Regions from separate parts of the Mus musculus genome. Here region 1 is linked to region 2. The links are chromatin contacts, called in public ChIA-PET maps. All regions are on one chromosome and are shown on one strand. Each heading gives the region's core, a stretch centred on a gene start, on an enhancer-like site or on the middle of the called end of the contact. The rest is flanking DNA. Distances are from core to core; before and after follow the strand shown.

Region 1 (6,704 bases), core at 2,083-4,582, 110 kb before region 2:
TTTTCAGGCATCCCTGCGTTCTTTCTCTCTATTCTTCCTGTCCAACCCCAGTTGTACCACAGTTCTAGATCAGGCACAGTACTTGGGTATGAGTTGAAGGGCAAGTACTTAGTCCTCTATAATTTACTCACAAGATGGATACTGAGTGTCTGTCTGTCTGTCTGTCTGTCCTGTTGTCATCTTGACCTATTGACTTGGAAGGCTCAGCATGGCTCCAACCCAAGGCCAGGAACGCCCTTCTGCATGATGGCACACACAGAGCATTTTCTATCTAGGTCTTACCCGCTCCCAGGCTTTCTACAAAGCAAGGGACCATCCCCTCTGCTCTCAATTCCAGAGGCAAGTCTCCCCCCCCCCCCACCACCACCTCTAAGGTTTGGATGCTGTCTTTCCAGTGATGAGGGTGGAAAACCCCTTTGTGTCCCTTCAAAACATTTTAGCCCAGCTCCGTTTTTCCATGTCCTAGGACTCAAGGGTGTGGTACCATCACTAACAGACTCTTACCATCAAGTTCTGGAGGTTAACCAAGAACAATAGGGGCAGCCAGTAATGTCTGTGGAGCTACTGGCAGCTGATGGCTGCTGAAGGAGAGAGGATCAGTTTTCTTTGGGGATCCTCTTGCTCCAGGGGGATGTTTAACATTTGTGCGTTTATGGACAACAATAAATAGACTTAGCTTTTAAGACAGAGCACATGTAGTTAGGAAGTAATGGTGGTTGTGGGGACATTGGAGGGAAAGGAAAGGGGGTATATTTGATTTAAATGCATTACATGTAATACATACATATACATACATTATATGTATATCATTTATGTATAAAATTCAAATGTAAAGAAGAAATTTAGTCCTTTACTGGTCTTGGTCAGTTAGTGGTTCCCTAGCCTGGGACCTTGTGGTTTAGGAAGACAAACTCTATATAGACTGATTTTACTTTATCCTTCCTATGTGGGAGAAAGGACAAGTTAGGGGAAAGTAAGTGAGTATCATAAAATATTATCTCAGGCTGTGCTATCCCCACCTTAGAGATGAGATGATAGATGTGGCTGGTGTTATGTAACATTCTGCACAGATACCAGAGCCAGGAGACAGGCAGGCTCACTGTATTTGCTAAGTTTACCTGCAGAAGGAGGTAGGGGTTGGGAGTGCTTGCTGCAATATCCAGAAGAGAGGATAACAGGGTGATGGAAGAGGGACCCAAGGCCAAATGGTCTTAGGGGTTTGAAGATTTAAATGTTTAATGTGAAAAAAGTGGAAGTGGAGCCTGCTTAACCATGCAAAACAGGAAGGAGACACCCCCAAATCCAGAACCCAGGTCTTCAGGAACCAGGATGGCCCCTGTGTTTCAGAAAGGAAGCTCAGACACAGAGCACACAGGTTTGGGGTTGGGATCAAGACCATTCACAGCTGCCTGCATACATGCTTGTGGGCGTCAAATGCTGGCATCCGTTGTCTTTCTCAATCAGTCTCCATCTTGCGTCTCTCACCGGGACCCACTGCGTTCTAATTATGCAAGGCTGGCTTCCCAACAAGTCCCAGTGATCAGCCTGGCCCTGCCTCCCAGGCACTGGGATTACAAGAACATGCTCGTGCCTGGCTCTTTTAAAATGTGGATTTAGGGGATCAAACTCAGGTCCTCGTGCTTGTACCGCAAGCAGTTTCCTCCCTGTGTTGTCTCCCCAGCTCTCTCAGAGAGCTTTTAAGCCAGCCATTAGCAGACAACAGTTGGCACTTTGTCTGTCTGCTAACTATTTCCACCATCCACTGGAGTGTCTAAGAGCCAACTCAGACGCCCGCCACAGAGCAAAACCTGAATTGCTCCTCATTCCCCCTGCCAGACTTGTTTCACTCATCACTTCCGTGGATGGTAACCCCATTCATCTATTTGCTGAACCCCAAAGCCTCCAGTCATTCTTCACTCCCCTCTCACCTCCTCCCTCCCAGCAATCCAGGGAGTCTAGTAGTCCCACTTCTAAACAACAGCCCAGCCCCCACCCAGGCCCAGGGTTACATCACACCAGCCATCGTCACAGCTCCCTGGCTCACTCTTCAGTCAGCTCTCCTCTTTAGCCTTGCTCACATGCAAAACAACACAGATCAAATTATTTGCTCCTTTGTTCTATATGTCTGAGTCCTTTCTGTACCCCCTTCAGAGGAGTCTCCCTGCTCACGGGCCATCTTTCTGTTCTTGGAACACACCAAACATGTTCCAATCTCAGGACCTTTGCCTTAACTGTCTGAAAGTCTTTCTCCCCGCAGACTGGCCCCTTCACTCCCCTCAAGCCTTGGTTTCAGGTACAACTTCCAAGCAAGATTCACTCTGACCACTCTGTTTAAACCACTGCCTTCTCCATCACCCCTGGTATTTCTTTATTTGTACTTTATTTTTTTATTGCCGGGTGTCATCTAGCACAGGCTGACTTTGAACTCACTGTGGAGTCAGAAATGACCTTGAACTCCTGACACTCCCACCTCCTCCTGAATGCTGGGGCTATAGGCATGTGCCACCAAAGCCACTATACTAGGGATCCAGCCCAGGGTTTCATGCGTGCTAGGCAAGCACTCTACCAACTAAGCTATATTCCCAGCCAAATAGTTCTCAAACATGCATCTCTGCTTTCTACCATATAATCCTTCTCATGCCCACATTGCCCACGGCACGTAAACTCCACAAGGACTGGACTGCTTGCCTACTTTATTCACTTAACTATTCTTTAAAGCCAACAACAGCGCCTGGTACACAGTGGTGTTCAACACACAGCATTTATTTGTTCAGTGTGTCCATACTAAATCAACAACAACAACAAAATTTAAATCACACTAGAGAGCCAAGAACTCTGCAAGAGCTGCACATCACACCCTTTCTTGCCTGCTTTTGCTGAATGACCTTGCTTCACAGCCCTCTACTCTTGGCTGGACATTAATTAACCCAGTGAGTGCATTTATCCTGGGGTATCTCTCAACGGGGCCCTCAGCGAGACTCTGGTCTTTGCTTCTCACCCAGTTCCTTCTTAACCTGACCTCACCAGGCTCCAGCTCCTCTTTCAGCTATAAGACATGCTGCCCCATCACAATTACACCACAGGTGCCAGAAACATGGCTGAACTCAACAGGAAGCAGAGTCCCTGGGGGTGGGGGCTTTCATCTCTCTTTGGGATTGGCATGCGACTAGAAAGACCAGGACCACGACACTACCTCCCATTCAAGTACTATGGGGGGGGGCGGTAAAGCAGGCAATAATACAGAGGTCACCCAGCTGACCTTTGGTCAAATGTCCAAACACAGCACACTGACTCTCAATTGATTGATTCTGAACTATGAGCTTGGCTCAAGAGGAAAGAAGACCTGGCGAGGTGTTTTATTTCCAAAACTTATCGAGATAAAAAGTGCTTCTGTGGGTCAATCTAGATATTGATAGATTTGGACTGGAGAAGGTAAAGAAAGTGTTTAAATTCTAGGTAACGTGTTTTAAGGTTAATAATTAATGGGGGCCTTCCCCAGCTGAGCACCAAGAAGCACTCTGGTCTCTTTAGTTCTAGACATTAGCAAGAAGACCTCAGACCCCAGGTGAGGCCAGAGACATGGGAAATCCCCTCCAAATCTCCATTTTCCTGGTGTTCTGCATCTTTATCCAATCAAGTGCTTGTGGACAAGGCGTGGGAACAGGTAAGTGTTTATCTTTTCTCTAGAAATGGCCGTGAATTTTTTTTTGGTCTTGACTGTGTTGCAGAGATTGACATTGGGATGGGATCTGCTTCAGAGCTCATGAAGTGGTTCTATGAGTGGCTCCCAAGGTACCCAGAGCTGTGTAGCACTTTGTAAAAGGGACCGTATTTTCAAAAAGAGTAGATGAGAGTAGATGACAGGGAAAAAAAAAAGCCCCTGTAACGGGCAGTGTGGCCTCTTACAGGTGTCATATGGACACCATGGGAAAAGTTTTTTTTTCAGCAGACAATGACCTGAAAGACTTGAAAGACAATGACCTGAAAGACTTGGGATCATCCTTAAAGTTCATTTGAATTCTAATTTGTCATCTGGGAGCCATCAAACGCTCTGTCCTATTGGGGTTGTGAAATCGCCTTGCTCTCTCCCAAGAGAAGGGAATCTGAGTCCTGTTTCTAGTCCTGCCTAAAGCAGAGATGTCATTCGCATGTTTCCTAGTCTTTACATTTTTCTGGCAAAGCTTTTCTCCTGAGCTGAAGGAGCCGCCGCCATCAGTCTTTTTAGTCCATGGCTTTATAAACTACAGTGATGGCCAAGGATAGACTTCCATGCCCTGCCAGGCAGATGGGGTCCAGGTTCCTGGCTGAATGGCGTGTTAGATCAGTAAATGGTAGGATTGACTGGACAACTTGACCAAATTAGACAGGGGTTTGGAACCTTGCTTCTGTGCCCATTGTCATGAAGATCTGCTGGCCTAGAATGTTTAAAATTTTGATGGATGGATGGATGGATGGATGGATGGATGGATGGATGGATGGATGGGTGGATGGATGGATGGATGGATGGATTTGGAGACAGGGTCTGTGTAACCCAGGCTAGGGTCGACATTGAGATCCTCTTGAGCACTGAGGAGCACTGAGGTCACAGACTTGAGCATCTATATCCACCGGAGACTTAAACTTTTCTTTCCTCAAGGATGAACTAGAAAGATGGTTCAATGGTTAAGTGTGATTGCTGTTCTTCCAAGACTTTTAACATGAAAGGATGCTGAAATTTGTCAAATGCTTTTTCAGCATCTAATGAAATGATCATGAGGTTTTTTTCTTTGAGTTTGTTTATATAGTGGACTACATTGATGGATTACCGTATATTGAACCATCCCTGCATCCCTGGGATGAAGCCTACTTGATCGTGGTGAATGATCATTTTGATGTGTTCTTGGATTTGGTTGGCAAGAATTTTATTGAGTATTTTTGCATCAATGTTCATAAAGATTGGTCTGAAGTTCTCTTTCTTCGTTTGGTCTTTGTGTCCCAAGCAAGGTGTAAAAAAATCAAGGACCAACCCTGAGGCCATCCCCTGACCACCACACATGTGCAGCACATGCTCTCCCACACCCATGCACATGTTACTTACGTAGTCTTGGAGCTCAGAAACAACGGATGTGTGCTCCCCATGGGAGTGAGCGTGTAGTGGCTCAGAATCCTTCTTCCTCTCTCAGACACATTTCATGTCTCCAGCCCTCCTGGTACTTAATACCCATTCCCACATTTAAACAGGAAGCTAAAAATAAACATGATGGAAGCAAGTGTAAAACTGAAAGTTCAGGGTTCACATTACTTCAATTCTGTTTTCCAATGTGATACCCGTCCACTAAGATTTTTTTGCTTGTGTTTAAAAATTTATGAATAAGACAGATTGTGAACTGTAAAGCTTAAGAATTTGCTTGGCAAGTAAAAATTTGAGTTCACACCAGAGTAATTTTATTGTATTTGACTATCTTAAAGTTGGAAGTTAGTCTTTAAAAAAAAAAAACAAAAAAAAACCAAAAAAAAAAACCAAAAAACACTGTCCTTTAAATCTGTCCATTGCTTTAAAACTGAAGAATGAGTTGAGAAAACAATTACTACTTTTTCATTAACATTACTGAAAATATTTTTATATTATGGGCAGAAGGGAATGGGAATGATCCACATATGTGTCAAATCCAATGTATGAGGCAGCCCGCTGAGTGTAATGAAGGCGATCAGTTATGGGTGCGCATGTTTCTCCACCACAGCATGGCGTGCCATGAGTCCCACTGGAGAAAAGTGATCATGAAAGAGCTCGTGCCCAGCTGCCTGTGCAGACCGAGCCTGGGGAGGGGTGGGGGTGCGTTTGTGTGGGGTCTTGCAAGCTGGCATCAGAGAATAAGAAAGCAAGGCCTTCCTTGGGCAGAAGCACAGCTTCAGAGATGATAATGTGCTTGTGTCTTCCAAGCCTGAAGAGCCTTCTGAGAGTAAATTATCTAGGGAGGAGGAAGAAGAGACAGAGATGAAGATGGAGAGCAAAGAGGAGAGAAGATAGGGGAGGAGATAAGAAGACAGAGGAAGAAGAGAAGGAGGAAAAGAAATAGAGGAAGAAATAGATATGGAGGAGGAGAAGAATAGGAAGGTGAAGACAGAGGAGAGAGTGATCCTGAGCCAGCACATACACAGGGCTGGTTAAACTGCAGCTGACCATGATCAACCCTCAGCGGCAGAATCGCAGTCACTGCTAAGTCCACCTTTAAATTCAAATGCCGACTACCAAACATTTCAGAAAGTTGGTAACGGTATGGTATTTGGGAATAAATGGCTTATCAATGACCCTGAGATGCTCATAGCACAACATTGGGGATCTTTATTCAGCCCAGGTGGTGGGTTCAGAGTCCCAACCCCTCCCGAGATACTACCAAGGCTGTGTGTAGGTTGTGTTTTGAGCCGGGGACACAGAGTGGTTCTTTACCTCCTGGTAAATTATGACCTCAAAAAGAAAGTTCAAAACCAATTTATCTAGCTGCTTTAAAAAATAAGTGTGAGAAAATGTGAAATGAAATATCAGGGCAGGAAAATAGGGTGGAATATCTAGTATACTGAATTTTTCTATGTATCCTACTAGAGGTTGGAGGTTTGTTTAAACATCTACAGAGTTTAAAAGCAATGGTTGCTCTGTGGGTAGGAGTGGGACATTAGTGCATAAGAAGAAAGGAAGGGATGGAGGGAAGAAGAGAGGAAGGCAGGGA
Region 2 (5,771 bases), core at 807-3,306:
TCCTACTGTTCCTTAGCTCTGAGGGCTTTTCAGGACTAGAAGCAGAAGCCCTGAATAAAGAAATGAGATTATAATCCATTATACTTCTCCATGTTTTGTGCAAGCCTATACACTCATCAACACAAGTCTGGGGCCTGTGAGATGGCTCAGTCGTAAAGGTGCTCACTGTGCAGCCTGGTGACCTGAGCCCAGCCCTCAAACCCATGACGTAAAAAGAGAGAGCCAGTTCCCATAGATGATCCTCTCACCACCAGACACACACCCATGGTTGCACATATACACCCACACACCAAATAAATGGTAAAAAGAAATTAATCCAAATGTGAGATTTAAGCTTTACCAATTTCCCAAGTGTAAATTATTCCCGTGTATCCAGTCTCAAAGGACCATGGTACAGCTGGAGAGGTGGGTCGGTGGTGAAAAGCATTTGCTCTTGTAGAGGACCTGGGTTCAATTCCCAGCACCTACACTGCTGTATCCCACGCTGCCACCGGGGCAGATGCTAGGCTGTAGGGAAGCACCAAGACAGGGCTTCCAGGGGTGGGAAGATGTGGGGAACGGGAGCTGGTTTAGGGGTCTTTGAGCCTGTGATGAAGACTGTGGAGTACTCACACTCTTGGAATTTCCAGGCGTCGCTGGGAGTCTCAGAAGAGCCGAGAATAGAGTCCAGGTTGGGGACAGTGTCTATCCTGGGGCGAAAAAGGACAAAGGGAGGGAGCTCCCGCTTGCCCCAGCAGTGACTGTTCTTAGCTTGGTTGAGGCAGGCTTGGTGGTAGCTGTGGCTGGGAGGACAGAGAGTCTTTCTACAGGAAAAATAAGCTGAGGCTCTGTAGTCAATGGCTTCTCCATGATCCCCACAGCAGACCTTGATGAAAGAGACAGTCCATGGTTCTAAACTGTTTATCGGCTGCACATGATGCAAAATGAAGGCATACCACACCATACACACTTCTCAGAGTGGACCTGAGATTAAATTCGTCTTGCAGAGAGGAATGTCTGGGAAGGGAAGCTTACTGGTTAAGCCCTCTGGGCCTCTAGCTACCTCATTAGCATGGGGAACTCTATTTTGGGCCTATGTGACCATAGGACATGTTTCTTTAATGTGAGAAGCCTGGTATGTGTTCCAACTCAGGAGTCTGGCAGGGAGCTGGGACTCACCTAAGCCTCAGTGTGTGCCCACCTCAGTGTGTGCCCACCTCAGTGTGTGCCCACCCAGTCTCTGGGTCTCAACCTGCTCTACCTTACCACACTTCCTGGCATGGTTTTACATCCTACACTTGTCTGACGTCCTCAGGCACTGCACTCAATTGGTACACATACCCACAGCTAAGACACTTATACACACAAAATAAAATTTAAAAATCTTAAAAAAACAAACAAAAGCCAACACCACCACAGTTCTGAGGTTACGATGTGAAACATGGAGAGTCGGGAAGGGTGGCTGACAGGGAGATCACCCTCCACCCAGTACATGGATTCCCACCGGAGTTCTGTCTAAAAAGTTCCCAGAGAGCTCGCCTGAGACCTGGACTCCTGAAACTGGCTTGTTAATAGTCAAAGCCATTCTCTATGTCTCCTGTAAGCTGCTTGGCGAGTGGAATGGTTAGACGCTCCTCTACCCTCCCCAAAGTCAGCCAAGCCCCTTGTCAGTCCACATAAATGACCCTGATTAAACCCAGCCTCTCTTTTCACTAAGTGGCTTGTGATTCATTCCCCACCACTGCCTACAACACACACACACACACACACACACACACACACACACACGTCTGTGTAATCCTAGACACTACAGAGGATCAGGACCTCAAGTGGTCTAAGGAAGAGGAAACTTAAATCTTTCCTTTTGTTTAGTTTCAAGCAGGTGCGTCCAACCTGAAGCTCCACAAAGCTACGGATGCCACCAAACACAAAACTGTAAAACATTATGAGATTTGTGGTAGGGAGAGGGTAGCCTGGATTTTTGTGGTTAGGTAACTGAATTCTAAGGTCTCCTGCGTGAACTTCGTGCCCCAGTATCCAAAAAGATAAACAACACATGCACTCTCTCTAAACCCACAGGTCATAGGTTGGACGCCCACGTATGGCCCAAGATGATTTTTTTTCAACCAGTGTGGCCCAGAGAAGCCAAAAGGTTGGACATTCCTAGAAAGCAATGTGTTTGCACCCCTGGCTTACATTAATCCTACTGGGGTGCTTCTGTTAGTATGGGAGACTGGAAGGTTAAGGCCACAGAACCTTAGCAGCAAAGCTGGGACTCAGACCAAGCAATCTGACTACAGAGCATTGGCTTCTGAGAATCCCCAGCACTGTGTCCCACAGAGTGTCAACAAGCTCTGAACAGAGCAGGGCCCCTAATGAACCCCTTTATCCACAGGACCAGATAGGAAAAAGGCACAAGAAGTCAAGGAATAGGGTTCTCAATTTATGTTCTTTTTTAAAGATTTATTTTTATTATTTTTAATTATGTGTACATGTGTGCCTCTGTGCAGGTATGTTGCATCCAAGTACAGTTGCCGAGGTGGCCAGAGGCATCAGAGCTCCTCAAGTTGGAGTTATTTATAGGTGGTTGTAAGTCACCTGTTGTAGATGCTAGGAACCCAATTCGGGTCTTCTGCAAGAGCAGTTTCCAATCTTTCTTTGTTGGTTTTTGAGACAAGGTTATGTAGCCATGGCTGTCCTCGTACTCTCTTTGTTAGACCAGGCTGGCCTTGAACTCACAGAGATCCACTTGCCTCTGCCTTCTGAGTGCTGGGACTAAAGGCACATACCACCATGCCCAGCTGCAGCCTGCAATCATAACCTCTAAATCATCTCTTCAGTCATTTCCTCTTTTTTTGAGACAGGGGGTCTCATGTAGCCCAGGCTGGCCTCAAACTCCCTATGTACCTAAGGATGACCTTGAACTCCTAATCCTGCTTCCGGCTTCTAATTGCTGGGATTAGAGATTTGTGCCACCACATTGGGTTTATGCAATGCTGGGAATGAACTGAATACTTTAGGTACGCTAGGCTAGGCAAGCACTTGGCCTACAAGGCAAACACTAGGGCTACCACGTCAACCCCATATAGGAATTTCCAGTGTCAACGTGGCCCAACTCTAAGTCATTTGCTTGATGCCAGCAGCCACAGAGTGGCAGTTCCATTTACGTTGTGGGAATGTTCCATCCCGGGCAAAGGATGTGGTTGGAGAATTTTCAGGGACATCGAGAAATTATGGTTTTCCAGGGGGACTCCTGCCAGGCCTGGGAATATTTTCAGCAGTACATGTTTGCAGAGCAAGAGTGTGGTAAGCACACACACACACACACACACACACACTATAGAGCGCAATTAAATAATGAATTCGTGGAGATGTTTTGCAAACAGCTCTGCAGGGGCACATTAGCGCCCAAGGCCTTCAGCTCATGCACTTGCTTCATTAACTTTATCTGGTACCTGACAAGCACCTGACGTGCGTTCCACCGAGCAGAATCATCCTGCACGGGCGCTGTAGGCAGAAGGCAGCAAAGCCTAGCTAAAGCTTCAACTGGCTTTCTCCAAGGCCAGATGGCCTAGCTCGGTTGCCTGAAGTCATCCACCTGATGATGTCTTTGCCCAAGGAAAGAAGATGAAATTCATTCTTGTATGAATTCCTAAGGATCTTCTAACCAGGAGCTGGCTTGGAAATGCAGAAATCACTGCAAGGGATACTACCCGAAATCCTTCTGACTAAAGGAGGAGGTGTTTGGTACTTACTGCCATACAGAAGGCAACCCTAGGACCACCACCTCATTTTCCAGGATAGAAGAATAGATTCTCCTGAAGTAACTGACTGTTTACCTTGGCCAATATTGCCTCTCTCAAAACCACAGTAGCTTCTTGCTTCATACCACAGGAGTCTTGGTCTCTTGAGAAGACACGAGAGGCTAAAGAGATGCCTTAATGATCAAGAGCATTTGCTGCTCTTGCAGGTTCCCAGCACCTCTAACAGGCTACTCACAACCACCTGTGTGTAACTCAAGCTCCATGGAATCCAATGGCCTCTTCTGACTTCATGTACACACACACACACACACACACACACACACACACACGAAAAAAATGCTGAGAACATGGGCTGTGGATGGGCCTCAGCAGCAGAGTGCTTGTCAACATGTACGAGGCCCAGGTTCAATCCCTAGTCCTGGGGAAACAAATATGCACAAAGCAAAGTGGATGTGTAGGAACTGATACAGAGATGTAAATGGTCTGGTTCCCGAGATCTTACAAGATCTGCTCTTAGGAGTATGTATCAGAGATCGCATAGATTTTGGCAAAGATTTAAGTAGTAAGATGGCCATCAGAGAACTGTTCTAAATTAAAAAAAAAATCTGGCAACAAACTAAACATAAATAAAACAGATAAATTATGTCACCTTTTAAAATCATGTTTGTGAAATTTTTCTATTGCTATGAAAAACTATTCAGGCAGATGGAAAAGAATATAAGGCCATTCGTGTCTGGTCCCAGGAAAAAGGCCAAAGAGACTGGAGAGAGAAGGCTTGATGCTTAAGAGCACACAGTCCTCTTGCAAAGGACTTGAATTCAGTTCCCCAAAACCCATGTTGGTGCCTCACAAATGCCTGTAACTCAAGCTCCGGGGACCTGAATACCCAGAGGGCCCTGTGGACACTTGCTTATATACACATACCCATAGACAGATGCACATGCATACACATAAATACAAATTAAAATACCCCCCCTTTTTAATCTGTGGGACAAATATCTCTGGGAGGGGGGAGACTGAAAGGGAATGTTCAAATGTTACTTGGAGCATGGCCTGAGGCCTCTCCCAGCAGCCTGATAGTGCCTCACAATGTGTGTTTTGTGATGTTTTTGTTAAGAATCTGTCTGGAGGCCTGTGAGAGAGTTCAGTGGGTGAAGGCACTTCTTGGGACCCACATGGTGGAAGAGGAGAACCAACTCCCAAAAGTTGTCCTCTGACCTCTACTCATGCATATCCACATACATATACATACACACACAAATAAATCAAATATAATAATAAATTCTTAACCTGTTATTGTGTCTGCACAGTCTCTTCAGCTATGATTTGTGTGTGTGTGTGTGTGTGTGTGTGTGTGTGTGTGTGTGTGTGTGTGTGTGAGTTCAAGTCAAGTTTTTTCTCTGTATCATGCATGCCCTCCTCTGGATCCCGTGTCTAACTCCTTAGTTATAGTACTAAGTAGTACTAAGCCCCTCTCTACACCACCCCTCCAACTTGTACTCTTCCACCGAATCTCACTATTTTAGGCATCAGAATCTCGTTTCTTCCACCATTTCTCATTATCAGGAGTTTGGAAACTCTTTAACTTAGGCTCCACTATAGCCTCTCCTCCGGGCCCCTCCCCAGCCCTCTTCTTGGCATCCTGTCTGCAGCCCTCGTGCAGCCACATGCAAAGCCTGCTTTCCCACCCGCCTCTAGTTCAGACAGAGCCAGGCCTGGAGCATCGAAGGTGGCCAGTGTGCATTAATTAAGAAGAGGAAGGAATGACCAGACACATGCCTGTAACACTGTCAGCACACACACAGGAAAGGGATCCGAGGGCAGAAGTGGAGAGTGGTCGGCTTGGTTCTCCGTGAGCTCTATCTGGAAATGGTTTTTCTTCTTCTCCTGCATAGCTGGCGGGTCCTGGGCACCTGGGCTAGAACACATTCTCAGGGCTGAATCCAGAATCAATATACACAAGAAGGAACCGGCCCTGGGAGGCCAGTGAGAGTAAATTTTCATAGAAAGACAAGATGCATAGATGAA

The links. ChIA-PET counts read pairs in DNA pulled down with a chosen protein or histone mark.
Region 1: a contact with region 2 is called in an H3K27ac ChIA-PET map of liver, with 5 times the contacts expected there. The contact joins the promoter of Lipc here to the enhancer-like site in region 2. A contact is called at or near these places in 1 of 39 promoter capture datasets (macrophages), 3 of 15 datasets of contacts at CTCF or cohesin (the G1E-ER4 cell line, large pre-B cells and pro-B cells), 14 of 484 Hi-C or Micro-C datasets (the G1E-ER4 cell line, bone marrow, erythroblasts and 4 more), 12 of 115 datasets of contacts at active chromatin or transcription factors (the HPC-7 cell line, cardiomyocytes, differentiating embryonic stem cells and 8 more) and 3 of 9 other capture datasets (adipose tissue, liver and macrophages).

What each region holds. Positions count from the first base shown.
Region 1 is chr9:70,931,436-70,938,139 of GRCm38.p6, reverse strand. Lipc (lipase, hepatic) reads left to right here and starts at 3,332. Exons shown (of 9, transcript NM_008280.2): 1 at 3,332-3,664. The coding sequence starts at 3,580. All of the region lies in intron 2 of Gm32017 (a long non-coding RNA gene), which reads right to left.
Region 2 is chr9:70,824,361-70,830,131 of GRCm38.p6, reverse strand. The region is part of intron 1 of Lipc (lipase, hepatic); the gene reads left to right. Among named protein-coding and RNA genes, the nearest start is that of Gm32017, 87 kb to the left of the region's middle. Within about 2 kb of position 2,056, at least 8 of the 459 cell types and tissues checked have an H3K27ac peak or open chromatin away from gene starts, as enhancers often do. A contact at or near this core is called in hepatocytes and liver, where this site is marked.